2 separate regions of the Anas platyrhynchos genome follow, and region 1 is linked to region 2. Evidence: chromatin contacts called from public Hi-C data. All regions are on one chromosome and are shown on one strand. The core of a region is the stretch at or near the end of the contact, and the rest is flanking DNA. Distances in the headings are between cores, read along the strand shown. Region 1 overlaps PRKCD (protein kinase C delta). Region 2 overlaps LOC101795985 (6-phosphofructo-2-kinase/fructose-2,6-bisphosphatase 4).

Region 1 (6,886 bases), core at 2,704-5,203, 58 kb after region 2:
AGTGTGGAAAAAAACAAGAAACATTGTGCTACAACTTGGCAATCATGCACTCCACGATTTAAGGGAATAAATAACTCATGTGTTAAGTGTTTCGACCTTAAGATATTGCCAACATCATTTCTCATGCTCCTCAGAGGTGGCGACATCCCTGTCAGGATGCATTCCAGGGACCATGATTAGCTGCTTCACTTGAGCTCCTAAAGAAGTGCACGTCTTCTTAGGAGGAGGCGGATGCCAAGACATGCCAGGATTGGATGTGCTGGATGAAACAGCCCTGAAAAGGATCCCAGCTCTGCAGCAATTTAAGCAAAGCTGAATTGTATGGCCTTTAAGCTCACGGACAGGAGAGAAGGGATGTTCCTGCTGCACTAAGGGGAAGGATGGAAAGGAGTGGTCCTGAGGTGCAGACAGGGAGAGCCCCGAAGAACTGGAGCTGTTATGCCCCTGGTATGCCCCTTCTGGCACCAGACAGGCTCACTTTACTGTGCTCTGACACATTCATAGAAGGCACCAAACCGTAACACCCTAGCACACTGCTGCCCTAGGCAGCTACCATCAGTCACCAAGCCCAGTTAGGCAGGCTGCCTGCAGCCTTCAAGCCCTACATAAATCCCAGCATCTACAGGAGCAGGAGATACTTTGCCTTTGTTTTCTTCTTCATCTTTGTTCAAAGGAATGAGTGGAGAAGTTTATCTGTTGCCTTCATCGCTCATCTCCCTGGCTGCAAAAGTCTATTCATGGGAGTCTTCCCTGTCCAGCCTTGCTGTCCAAGCTCTGTTAAGATCCAAAACCTGCAACTGTGGCTTCTAGAAGCATTTCTAAGCAGGGGAAAATAACATAAGTTTTAGAAAAGCTTAGTAGATATAATGAAATATCTATACCTATATAAATCTCAAATCACTTTTGCTCACTTTTGCTGAGGCCTGAAGATTTCTATAAGGACTTAACACCTCTGGAACTTGACGTTAATTAAAGTCACTTCAGTTGATCCTGCTTTTTTGCTGGACACATTTTACATGCAGCCCATAAGGACTAGATTTTTAAAATAACAGCTTAAGTTCAAAGGTTCACAGCACTCCCATCTAGAAACGTGCCATTTGCTAAGGCAAGTTTAGATTTTTAGAGCCTGTAGTGTTGATGTCTTACAATGCTGGATGAAAACATTTTTGCGTGAAAAAATATTTAAAATAGAACCAAGTCATATTGAGGCTTTTTTGGAGGATGTGAGGAACATCACAGTGCTACAATCATTCTTCACATTTGTAGTCTGTTGCTGATGCAAAAAATCTGCAAGGACAAGCTAACTTCAGCAGCAGCTCCTTCTGCTGATCTTTTCCCCCCATAAATGCTCCATTTCAATATATGTTTGTTTTTTGGTTTTTGTTTTTGGTAAGGGTGACAGGGGGCTTTTCTTAGGAAAAAATTATATAACAGCAAACCATACATTACAGGATTTTTTAATCTCCCACTTGGTGCTGATTATTGTTTGAGCTATGGTATTTCATTAGATGGATCACTGGCTCATTTCCAAATGATAGTTCCTCTTTTGCCAGGAAGCCGAAGAAAGATTGTGCCTTCTGAGAAAATACCAGGCAACTTTTCTGGAAGCAGACTGACGCTTCACTGTTTCTATTCCACATGTATTATTTGAATATAACATAAATATTTCAGTGTGGCACCAGATAAAAATCTGAATACAAGCAGTTTAACCTCTACAAGCACATAGTTCTAACAGAACACTCCTCTTCCTTTGAAAATACATTTTTGAATGATGAGACAGTAAAAATATACTATAATGCAGAAGTAGTTAACAGGTAGTTCCCATGTTCTGTGCTCTTATATATACAGCTATGAATTAAGTTATGACCTCTGTCACCAAAATGATTCATTCAAAACAGCAATAATAGCCTGTGACATGCATTACAGGCATGACTGCTAGTAAACTCCGTTGAAGTTGCTTAACTTCTCTGATTGCTAGACTTGTTTTCAGTTACTTCGAACCATGCCTAAAACTAATCACCACATGAAAGTTCCACAGACTGGTTTTCTGCCTCAAAGGGACAGGGTGTTTTTAGAGTTTCACCCAAACCAACTCAGCTCTTTCTTAGGACAGGGCTAGACATCAGACGTCACCTGGGATGTCCTTTGAAGACACATGTATAATTAAAAACAAAAGAGGAGATTAGCATCTGAAATAATGAGAAATTTAGTTTTCCTGTAGCAGCTTCCCTCCTTTAAAAGGAGGATGATTCCATGTCTCAACGACATGCCGACTGACTTGAGTTTTTGCAAAGAATATAAAAAACAAACAAACAAGAAAATTACTATATTCAGAGCACAGTTTAAGCAAATACAAATAAAAAAAATAATCACAGAGAATTAAAGGATGAGAACAAAACCCACCCAGGCACCTGCAGCCTTTATACACTAAGGCAGGAGGTACCATAAAAGCTACAGCCTGCACCATGAACATATCCAGAAGGTGGTCCAGATGCAGTTCACATATTAACCTTCATTTGGGCATTGGCCAACATTTCATAAACTCATTTTTCTAGCAAGTGATGGGAGTCGTAACCAATATACATACACTGGCTGGAGTTGGCCTCATTTTGACCCAGTGGGTCCTGCCAACGAACCATGAAATAAAAGGACCTGTTCTACCAAAGGGCAGGAGGACAGAATTTTTTTCACATTGTATTCCTTGTTCCCAGTGACCTTGTTAGGCAATTATCTTCCTTTATATGCGGAAATCTGGAAGCTTGCCACTTCAAATAGCTGCATAATAGATGAAATAGTTTGTCTGCCAAGAGCACTCACCCATCATACCTGTCTTTCACACTTGGCAAGGATTTCTTTCTTTCTTCTAAAACTCTTGGATATAGGCTGCATTTAACTGTGCTCAAGCAAGACAGAAACAATCACATCATCAGCTTTGGATTTTTCCTTGAATACATGAGGTATCAGATGAGTAATGTGCTAACCCAACAAGCCACCAGGTTTGTCTCTCTCAGCACAACAATCTTTACTTCCTGCCTGTTCCTAGTACAGCCTAACTGCAAAAATTTAACCTAGCCTATGTAATTCAAATAATAAAGAACAAGATAAAAATTCCACAGACTCAGTGTTTACCTCTTTTTCTCTTTTTTCTTTGGTAGTATCTTCTCAGACATACGAGTTTTCTTTTAGATAGCCTACAACTTTTGAGACCCAGGCTTTGGTAAGTCTAAGTCACGCTGACAGAGCCCATTCAGGAAGCAGACGCAGTGCGTGCACCTGCCAGGAAATAATAGCTGACAACTGAGCAAAACCAAGAAGAATCCATCTAAATGAGCCTTGTAGCTTGAAAACTTTTCCTGCTTTTCCAGATAAACTGGGCACAGCCAAAGGAGACGAGCTTTCCACACTGTAAATGGAGCAACAATCAATATGAACTGCTTGTTCCTCATTCTCTCGAGCACTCGCACTTTAGTCAAGAGCAATTATTTGAAATAGTGCATGTGGCTCTTGACAAAGAGGCACAAGCTTCTTGCAAGTGCTATAGCTTTATTGCACCAAGTCTCCTGAACTTGGACAAATACAATAGGAACAACGGAAAACAAGTGGGAGAGCAGACAAAAGAGGAACCTTTATGTTTTATAAGGGGGGTCTTCTCTTGGTCACAAAGAGCAAGCCCAGAGGAAGAGTTCAAAATGATGAAACCTTCACCTTCATAGAGAAGAGTTAGGATTTCGCCATAGATGCAACTTTGCAAAATGAAGTAAAGCGAGCACTCCTTCAACAGAGATCTTTCTGTTCTGTAGGAAGTTATATTAGCCCCTGAGAACAGTCAGGAGCTTGAATGCTTCCACAAGTACTGGGGAAGAAAAAAAATACTAAAAAAACACAGTTCAAAGCCCGTCATTAAGTTTCAGCCAAAGTCTGGAGCCATAACAAATGCTTTGTAATCTGAAAAAGATTAGAAGGCTGCCATGTTAGGGTGTTCCTGTGAGTGGGAGATAAACGAGAACATGTTAAAGGTCCAAAGTATACCAGCTGAATAAAACCTAATTTGTTATATACTCCACGATGACACCCTGCCCGATGAGCTTTATTGGAAAAAGCACATTGAGTCCAGCCAACATTTCCCTGAACAGGAAAACCCCTGCCCTGCATATCAACAGCAAGAGAAGCCAAAGAGCGTAACAAAGATCCTTTCAAGCACAGGAAAATCTAACTAAGAAGGACAAAACAGCCACTGTGAAAGAACCAAAACTTCCATACCCCAAAATGTTTTGAAAGGTGGGGTTTTATAGAAACACATTACTTTATTTGTATACCCTTACACCTGACACTAATGTCATACCAGTTCTTTTAAAATATTTCACTAAACAAAACTATCAGGAGCTGCCACAAATTCAAGGCAGGGAACTGTACACACTTGCAGACTTGTTTGGTCGCAATGCAGTTGCTCCATATTTCACACCAAGTATCCAGAGCTCTGTTGATTATCCAAAGAATTTTCCTTTTTTTTTTTTCTGAAAAGGAAAAAGCCTCAATCTATAAGCTACTTCTGCGTATCAGCTCACTGTGCTGCTGCCTGCGTTGATAGCTGATGAAAATATACCCACTGAAAAAGTTATTGCATAACTTCAGCAGTTAAAAGAAAAAAAATATAATTTTCTTCTTTGAAGAGATTCATACAAGCAAACTAATTACTGTGACAGATCCTGGAAACATCAGATTGCAAACTGCAGGGGACCTTACAGTAACACACAACAGATTCAATTCAGAAGAAAGGAGAAAAAAAGAAGTGGGAAAGCACCCAAACATCCTCATCCCTGCTGGCTGCCTTGAGAGACTTTGTTCCGGGCAAAATGCACCTTTTTGATCACATCACATTTTTCCTCCAGAGTTTTATAAACCACTGCTGAATAAATTAGATACACATTTTCTGAGACCATCAAATAGTGTTTTCTCCAAAATTTGGACACATGTAAAACCAGCAGTTCCTTATAGCAAATTAAGGGTAAAGATAACAATGATCTCAAATATTCATTAAATTGCAGTATACTGCATCCTGCTAGCATGTCTGCTGGAATTGGTTATTTGTTTTAATAATGAACTCTTGGTGGAAAAGTAAAGTTTCCTAGGAACTCACATGAATTGCCATGAGTCTGTGGAAGGAAAAAAATGTCAGAGAAAATCAAAGTAACCCAGAAAAGCTTTGGACTGTTTGCTACTTACATACTATTTAATCACAGAAATTACGCTACTATGTGTCACAGAAACCAGAGGGCAAAGAAAAGAGCAAGGTGAATGACAGAAAAACAAGGCTTTTTGGAGTTTCTTGATTTACAGGTTTCACTGCAAATCTTCTTTGTAAAAAATGTCATTTAGAGACAAAAATACTGAACAGCAGCTGGAGCTTCGGCAAAGCACAGGACAAAAAAATGGATCCTAGGAATACAAAATGAAAAATGAAAGGACAGTTTGAAAGAATTCTGTGAAATATGACCTATTAAAATTGATGTCACCAGAAGGTCATGTGAAAATCAGTTTGGAAAAAGCACAAAATTTGACGTCTCTAATTTCTCTCATGCTTAAAGCAGTATCAAAATTATGTTTTGAACTCATCAATTTCAATAACAATGTAATTTTGTTTGTTTCTTCTTCTTTCTCAACAAGTGTCCCCCAACAGGTGCAACGCTACTGCTTCAAACACTTGCAACAGGAGAAAATGCTCACCTTCTTTGACACTTAAATCAAACAGGCTGTTTGGCTAAAGCCTGGGAACCTCCATCGCTGAACCACAAGCTTAGAGCATGAAGTAAGGCATAAATAAACCTTTATGTTCAATGCCAATGAGAGCGCTATTATGCCAGCTAAATTATGACCATACTGGGATCTTAGTTTTCACATCTGGTGCAACATAAAAACTGGTTTAACTGCTTTCAATCTGTTTTTCCTCAAATATTGTTCAAAGACTGGTGAACCCAAGTAATTCAAGTCACTATCTAACTCCTTCCTGATATGCTGGGCTGTACAGCACTCGAGTATGCGTAGGCAAACTGCAGTCCAACAGCATTAGATAAACTTGGTCGTTTTTGCGATAGAAAAAGCCTCCAGGCAGAGCAAAGTGCAGAGGTTTCTGGCTTTTGCATGGGTCATGAAATAAAACAGCATTTTGCTTTCCCTGATGGGCCACTTCTAGCACTCTTGGCACCAGATGTAACTAAAAGGATGAGGTTCATCTCTTACTGGTGCAGCCGCAAGCCCCATACACTGCTGCAACATCCCCCAAGCACCGTGGCAGCCTCATCACTGCTGCCCCTTTGGTCCCCTCTGCTGACCTGTAAAGAACACAGCATTTGGATTTGCATACTTGGAACACACAACCAAACGTCTTAAAAACTGTTTCAAAGTCAAAGCTTGTGCATTTTTTATTTATTTTTTATTATTTTTATTTTTTATGATGTAGGAGCACCTGAAAACACAGAGCCTGCCCACAGTGCGTGTGCTGTGCTCCAGAAGGCCAGGTCAGAACACTGACATCTCCAACACATTGTTAAAAGATGTGTTGAAAGATTAAATGAACCAAAAAAGCTTCTCCAGCCTTTTTTTCCAAGATGGCAAAACCCTCTTTCTCAGTTGCACCTCTTGTTCCCTCCCCATCTTATTAACCCACCTGTATTGGCATACAGGATGTGAATTTTTGCTGTAAAGTCTAACTTAAAGGAAAAAAAAAAAAAAAAAAACTTAGAAACTTTATAATACACCATAAAGCCCTAAAGAATGTACAAGAAAACCCACAATGTCTCAAGACTATTTGCTTTTCCCCCAGGATGCTGGCAGAAACATTGACTTCATCTTTGTTCCAGCCTTGATGCAATATTGTATGTCAGCAATT
Region 2 (6,936 bases), core at 3,707-6,206:
AGAAGCATGCTCCCCCCCCATTTATTTTTTTTATTGGATATTTCAGATTGTTTGCCTTCCTGTGGTGTTTGCTCAGTGTTTGTGACAAATGGGGCTCCTCAGAATCTGCTTCCCCAAGGAAAGGCAAATATTTGCCATATTACTTTGTATTAGTCTATTGAAGTGCAGTGGCTTTCTAAGGAAAGGCTGAAGTCACCTTTTTCTGGCATGCAACAGTCTTATGGAGTATGTTATGAATTCAGAGTTTTCTGTTCACTTATTTCCTAAAAACTTAATTTGTTGTTTGTGGTAGATGTTTTATGTGTGATGTGTCAGGGGAATTTAACTATTAATGCTGTGTTAGGTAGCTTTATAAAAAAACATGTTCATGTGAGATCTGACTGTGTTTGGCAATTTGATGTTGCTTAAAATGGTGTGGTCACAGTGTATTGAGTAATTATTCTCTATGTGGGTCAGCTTGTACTAGCTAATAGCTGTGTCTTCTGAACACTTAATTTTTCTTACTCTCTGAAGTTTTCAATTTTGGGGTGAAGAGGAGAAGATCCTCTCCAGAAGGCAAATTCCAATATAGCTGCAGATTAAGACTCTTGTTTTGCACACATGAGGAACAGGAGTTGCTAGCAACACAAGGTGTACCTTGTAATCATTTTCATGTTCTAAAAAATGGAAGCATTTTGTTTTCTGTACTACAGTGAAATTCTAATAAGTCTAGGATGTTAAAAACCAATGCAAAATTACAGAGAAGAATTTTCTGATTGGATGCTTTAGTTTCTGTATGTTTAAAAGTGGGAATTTGTGTTTCAAAGCAAATAATGATAAAGCTAAGGTCAGAATAGGGTATGGATTGTAAGACTGAGAACTGTATTTATCCTGGCAAAATAGATTCATTTCAATAGACTTATCTGTTCACAGTTTGGGAAATTCTGGTATGAATCAATGTTTAACCTTTACAAACTGAAAATTAGATTAATTAGATTGCATCTTAACTGTGACCTCATTTTTTAAAACGGTCAAATTCTAAAATTTTTTTCTGTCAACAGGATGTAAAGTAGAATCTATATTCCTGAATGTTGAAGCTGTAAACACACACAGAGATAAACCTGAGGTAAGAATATTTTTTAATCAGACAACTTGACATAATGTACTGAGCTCTTTTCCATTGTCCATGTGGTTAGAAATGATTTAGTAACTCTGCAGAGCAAATTTAATTTTACCTATTTACATTTTACCAGCTTTACTTCATGCGTGTTGCTGTGGGGGTGGGGATCCTTTTTATTGAGCAAATTTACCTACAAGCTCTAACAGAAGTAGTGGCTTATCTTTAAAAAAATAAAATATGTATAGAGATGAATGAAAATTTGAAGACACAATATCAATCTAAAAACTTTAGTTCTTCCAGGCTTTGTCATTCAGCGTAAGTAGAGTGCAGTCAAAAAAAAAAAATAAATCTATGAATTACTATGAAAGCTATGAAAAGCTTTCTATGAAGCTATGAAAAAAAAGTTATGAATTACTTTGAATATGCTGTTGTTACTTATTTTGGAGAGTCGGTAATGAAGTCATTAGGTTTTTTCATCACTGTGGTTATTACTGTACACTTAGTAAAGCAGTACTGGTGGTGCTGCCAATGGTGGAACGGAACGCTAGGTCTCAGGATACAGCAGAACTGGGGAAAAGGAAATTGAGTGTGTTTGTAAACTGGAAGTGGAGGTAGAATGGCAGGCTGTGCTAGCTCCGTATTCTCCCTGTGCCATGTGCTTGGGTTGATTCTGCTGCTTGTGCAAAGCTCTTAAAATAGAAAAGTTCAATTGGAAGGGGCCTTCAAAGATCATCTGGTCCAACTCTTCCGTTGCTGCATTATGAAAGTTATGTGAAGTGTGTCATGATTAAAAATTTCCTGTTCCCTTGCATGTCCTCATGCTAATGCCACTAGGTATGGCAGTGGGTCCTTGCTGAGGGTATGAGCCATGCCTACTAGCGAATTAAAAGTCAGTCTGATAAAGTGAGAAAAAAGGGCTTTTCAGAACATTCAGTCATTCAGAACAATGGCTTATGGTGAAAAAGAATATAAAGATAAATGTGTTCTTTATGTGTGTGTTTACAGTACGGCACAAGACACAAAACACCTTACATGAGGGTACACGTTTGTGGTAGTTGTGCAGAAATGCTGGAAGAGTCTGCAGAGAACTTTTGTTTCAATGACTCAGGCATTTTGAGTATCAGAATACTGACTTTTTGGTCGTTCATAGCAAAGACATTTTCCATCCAGTAGTCATGTTACTTTTTTCCTCTGTCTTTCTCTTTCCCTCTTTATCTTTGTGCTTTACCACTTTCGCATCTTCATTTGGTTTGTTAGGTTCATGAAATCTGCTCTGATTTCACAGTGCCTAAAAGTGTTGTGAAAATAATAATAATAAAAAAAGATGTCTTAGAGCAGGTGTTAACATCATCTATGTTAAATAAGGCGGATCAAGTGAACATCTATAGTTTGTCTGATAAAATACCGGTGCTGAATTTACAACGTGCTAAAGTTTCTTGGGAATTGCTGTTGAAAATACCACTTCTCTAACTGAAGGCATTAATTTTGGGGGAAAGCTTGTAACATGTTTAGCAAACTGGCATGGGAGTGTAGTTGTGTTTCAGGTGCACGTAGGGGATCATACGGACAGTTGCACTGCAGTGCACACAAAGGCACAAAGCTGTTTGTTTAGAACAGAAATAGATTGACATAATGAATCAAAAAAAAACCAACACAGTGATGTTTTTAATAAAAATCCCCTGAACACCCTTCTCCCTGCCCCCAGAAAGATACCCGAAGCAGTGGAGTTACGGTGGTGATACGTTGTTCATTTAGGATAGCTGGATGGAGGGGCTGGTTGATTCTGTCTGCATTTAAACACTGCTCAGAGGGCTCTGAGAATTTCAAAAGCTTTCATTTACATAAGCTACTCAAATGGTAATTGTTTCTGTTAAATTAAATTTTCAAATACTCTATTGAAGTCAAAGCATTTAATTAAGTTTAGCATCACAGATAACGACATTGTTAAACAATGAAACTATTTGATTAAGAATTGCTTACTGTAGTGTTCTGTGCCCCCACAAGTAATTTGTAGTCCGTGTTTCAGGACAACGTGCTCCTTATCTGCTTCAGCTGAAAAGCCGTCTTTTCACACTGCAGGCAGAGTACTGGAGTACTTGTTTACAGTATGTGTAAACCTCGCTCTGTGAGGATGATTTGTCTCAAGTGGATTGAAGCTGTGCGTTTGTCAGCATTGTAGCAGCTTAAGTTCCTGACCTTTTCAAATGAAGGAGTCCAGTCTTTTTACTGAATATAAATCAGGGGAACTACTTGAGCTATTGCTTGGGTCCTCTCTTCGGGTTAGACAGCAAGTGCTGGGGTAAAACATCTACTTTGTGCTTCTGTCTTAGGTGGTAAGTGACAGAAAGGGATATTGCTCAGAGCAACAAATCCAAATCCTATTTTTCCTTTTTTTTTTGGGGGGGGTGAACTGAGGGAGGATTATTGAAAGCTGAGTTTGCTTACCACAGCGTCAAGCATGTCAGCGTGAAGCCTGAAGAATGTGTTAGCGGAACTGGCAGTGGTTTAGTCTAAAGCAGGCCAAATCCTAGATCAAAGTCTTAGAAAGACCTTCAGCCCAGTTTCTCATAATCTGCATTCTTGGTAGAACGGAGAATAGCAACTAAACAGCCTTCTGGATTTACGTGGGGTGGTACCATGGCAGGCCTGATTCCTGAGACTTGTTCTGCGTGGCCAGAGTCAAAGCTGTGCTGCCTAGCGTGATTTTTTTTTTTTTTTGGGGGGGGGGAGGGATATTTTGTTTAAAATAATTTGATGCACTGAACATCTTACTTTTTTTTCTCTCTCTCTCCCTACAACCTCTGCAAAATGAGGTGAGATCTAGTCAGTGCAATCAGTCTTGAGCCATGAAGGTGTCTGGGAAGAGGCAGGTATAACACATTGTTTATCACACAGTCAAAGTTAAAGCTTGGGAAGGAAGCACGTGGCATAGTTTAGCAAAGCACTGAAAGTTTGCTTATTTGGATAGAAGTGTACATGCTGGAGTATGTGTTTAAGTGGATTCCTGCCTGGGCCCATAAAAGACTTCCTCCTGAATGGGAATGACTTGAGCTTTTGGTGGCATCAGCATGGGATCAGTGATTACTGTACGTACATTTTCCTGCTGTCTGGGTCTGGGACACCAGCCAGCTCTCAGTCTGCTGCATTCTGGGGCGGGGGCATTAAAAATAAAAATCTCTGTTTTTCTGTAAATGCAGCTGTGTACTTGTGAAGGTGCAAGTGATTGGTGTTTTTGTTGGTCTTACTGCTGCGTGATAAATATTCTCCTCTGTATTTTTATTATTATACAGAATGTAGACATTTCCAGACCTCCTGAGGAAGCTCTTGTAACAGTCCCTGCTCATCAGTGAATCCCGTGTCCTGATCAACTATCGAACTTGGGGTGCTGTTTTCATCCTACTACTTCAAAATAAATTGAAAAGCAAATCATTCCAATCACTTTGAAATAAAACAAACAAAAAGCCCACAAAACCCACAAACCCAACAACTCAAAACCCAAAGTAAATCTTTGTACAGTGCATGGCTTGAAAAAATTATCAAATCACAATAAAACTGCATCGCCCTGGTTAATTTATTGCGGATGGGTTGTCAAACATTAATCGGCTGACACTGGAAAGCTGTTTTTGTAAACTGCTGTAATGCAAAGATCCTGCAGCATGAATTTTTAAAGCTACTGTAACAGCCAACAATCACTTGATGTTAGCTGAAGTGTGTTTGTGAAAACTGTGAAGCACGACATCATGCATGAGATACGAAAAAGCTGAAGTTTGTTTTCTAGGCACCATTATTATCTACTTCAGTGCCCTCGGGAGTGATTGGACTGCTCCGTAGCATAAAATAACAATCCATAGTTACTGTACAGCCTTAATCCTGCTGATCTGTAGCACTAGTGTTCTAGATGTGCTAATCAATGATGCGCTGTTTGGAAGAGGGCAGCAAGTTTTCTCTTAAGCTTGCAACAGTTACTGAAGGTACAGGAATGTGTAAAAGTGTTTTTAATATACGAATGACTTCCCTTAACAGCTGTTCTGCATTAACTGGGCTTCAGAGCTTGCCTGCTGGCAGAAGTAATTTTAAATTTCCTTTCAGTGAGGAACTAAGAAAAAGTAGGTGGTTTTTGTTCTGCTGAAATGCAAGGAGTGGATGAGTGCCTCGGTGCAACCAGTACTGGATCTGATAGTGCTGAATTTTACCCAGGGTGCAGTAAGAAGCATTGACTGTTTCACAAAGCAGAAGCAGCGTTAGGCAGATTATTTGCTCGCTAGGTTGTGACTTGCCTTGAAAGGCATGGAAACAGGAGGTTTTTCCACCCTCCAGCAGGCGCATGATCTCAAAACAGCAGGGTATGCATCCTAAACAGAATTACAACAAAACTTCTCCCATGCTGGAGGGACCGCAGCTTGTTTGCGATGTGGTGTCATGCCTTGGCTCCCTTCTCTGCGATGTTACGGTGGGCAAAATGAGATGGGCTGAGGCATTGTGCAATCGAAGCAGCTTTGTTTATGTAGCATTGAGGCTGGGGAAAGGCGGTAAATCACCGAGTCCTTGAGCTGTTTTCTGAGGGGGGTCTTTGTGTCTTGAGCATAAGCAAGAGTGGCATGTTGTGGAACGCTTTTATCTGCTGGGGAGGTTTCTCATACGGTATGTTTTTCCAGGACTGGGGTTTTGGAAAAAAGTGTTACGCATTTGCACTTCTGAAGTTACACTGCAATTTTCTGAGGTTTCTAGCATTCAGGAATGTCTAATATAACTAAAGAGCCCCTGGACGGAGGGCCTCCTGCTGTACCAGTTGATATTTAGTTAAAGCAGCATGGGCTTGGCCTGGGGGAATGGGAATTCTCTTTGTTGTGATTATGATGTAGGAGTTCTTGTCGCTTTTCTGTGTTTAATTGCTGCAGCCTCTTGGATATGCCATGGAGAAGGAGACCTGAGGCTGCTGTACCTGCTAGCACAGTTAATTAGGGAGCCCGATTGCTTCTTTCTGCCTGTTGAGGTGACATCCCTGAGAGGTCACAGGGACACGTTCCACAGGTGCTGGCAAACCACTCAGAGCTGGCTTGGATTGCTTTCACCTCCGTGGTTTGTGACTAAGGACATACTGTGCAATTTTAAGCTAAACACGTTCAATTTTGGGTTAAAACAAAATCCACACCAAACAAAACAAAAAAACCTCTTGCAGATGTGTATAATGGAGTAACATGGGGTTTAAAAGCAGTTTTGCCCTCTGAGGGGTCTCCTATTATGGCAGCATTGCTTAGTAGTCCTCCCTAAATTATTTTCTTAGTAAAAGAAAGGCCTAATGCTGAATGGGAAGGGACAGTGAGTTCTCTGTAGCTCACCAGGAGGAACCTGGCTGATAAGAGCACTTCTTTGCATGGTCCTCTTTATGCTTGTTCTTCATCTGGGGATGGTCCTTATTAACTTCATCTGTTTTGGCTTTCCTCGTGACTCCCGTGCGGTTCAGAACCCTCTTCCCTGGAGGAGCCCTTTATTGCAAAATCTTCTGGCTTTGTTGTGAGGATTGCATGTAGCAAATCAGAATGAAACTTGCAGACAGGACAGCCTGCCATTTTAATCTGTAGCACTTTGTTTCTGGGGGATGCTTTGTTCTGTAGGGGAAAAAAAGCACAAAACAAGGGAGAGTATGATGAGGAGAGGAGAAGCAGTGGTGTCGGAGTGTGTTTGAGTTGATGTGTTTGTGTTGAGCCTTTCCAGAGAGGACCCGGTGAGGTGCACCTTCTGGTGTCTCACCCAGCCAATTTGAGCTTTTTATCTTCTTTATGGATATTTTCGTGGTCTAAGAAACCTTGGCCTTTCTGAATCTTAAAAGAAATGTG

The links. A called contact is a pair of places that touch in the nucleus more often than the background predicts.
Region 1: a contact with region 2 is called in a Hi-C map of F5 follicle, with 4 times the contacts expected there. The contact joins two enhancer-like sites. A contact is called at or near these places in 3 of 8 Hi-C or Micro-C datasets (F1 follicle, F5 follicle and subcutaneous adipose tissue).

What each region holds. Positions count from the first base shown.
Region 1 is chr13:14,122,583-14,129,468 of IASCAAS_PekinDuck_T2T, forward strand. All of the region lies in intron 1 of PRKCD (protein kinase C delta), which reads right to left. Among named protein-coding and RNA genes, the nearest start is that of PRKCD, 15 kb to the right of the region's middle. Within about 2 kb of position 3,954, at least 4 of the 8 cell types and tissues checked have an H3K27ac peak or open chromatin away from gene starts, as enhancers often do. A contact at or near this core is called in F1 follicle and F5 follicle, where this site is marked.
Region 2 is chr13:14,063,090-14,070,025 of IASCAAS_PekinDuck_T2T, forward strand. It overlaps LOC101795985 (6-phosphofructo-2-kinase/fructose-2,6-bisphosphatase 4), which reads left to right. Exons shown (of 14, transcript XM_072044519.1): 13 at 1,041-1,105. Among named protein-coding and RNA genes, the nearest start is that of HYAL1, 50 kb to the left of the region's middle. Within about 2 kb of position 4,957, at least 4 of the 8 cell types and tissues checked have an H3K27ac peak or open chromatin away from gene starts, as enhancers often do. A contact at or near this core is called in F1 follicle and F5 follicle, where this site is marked.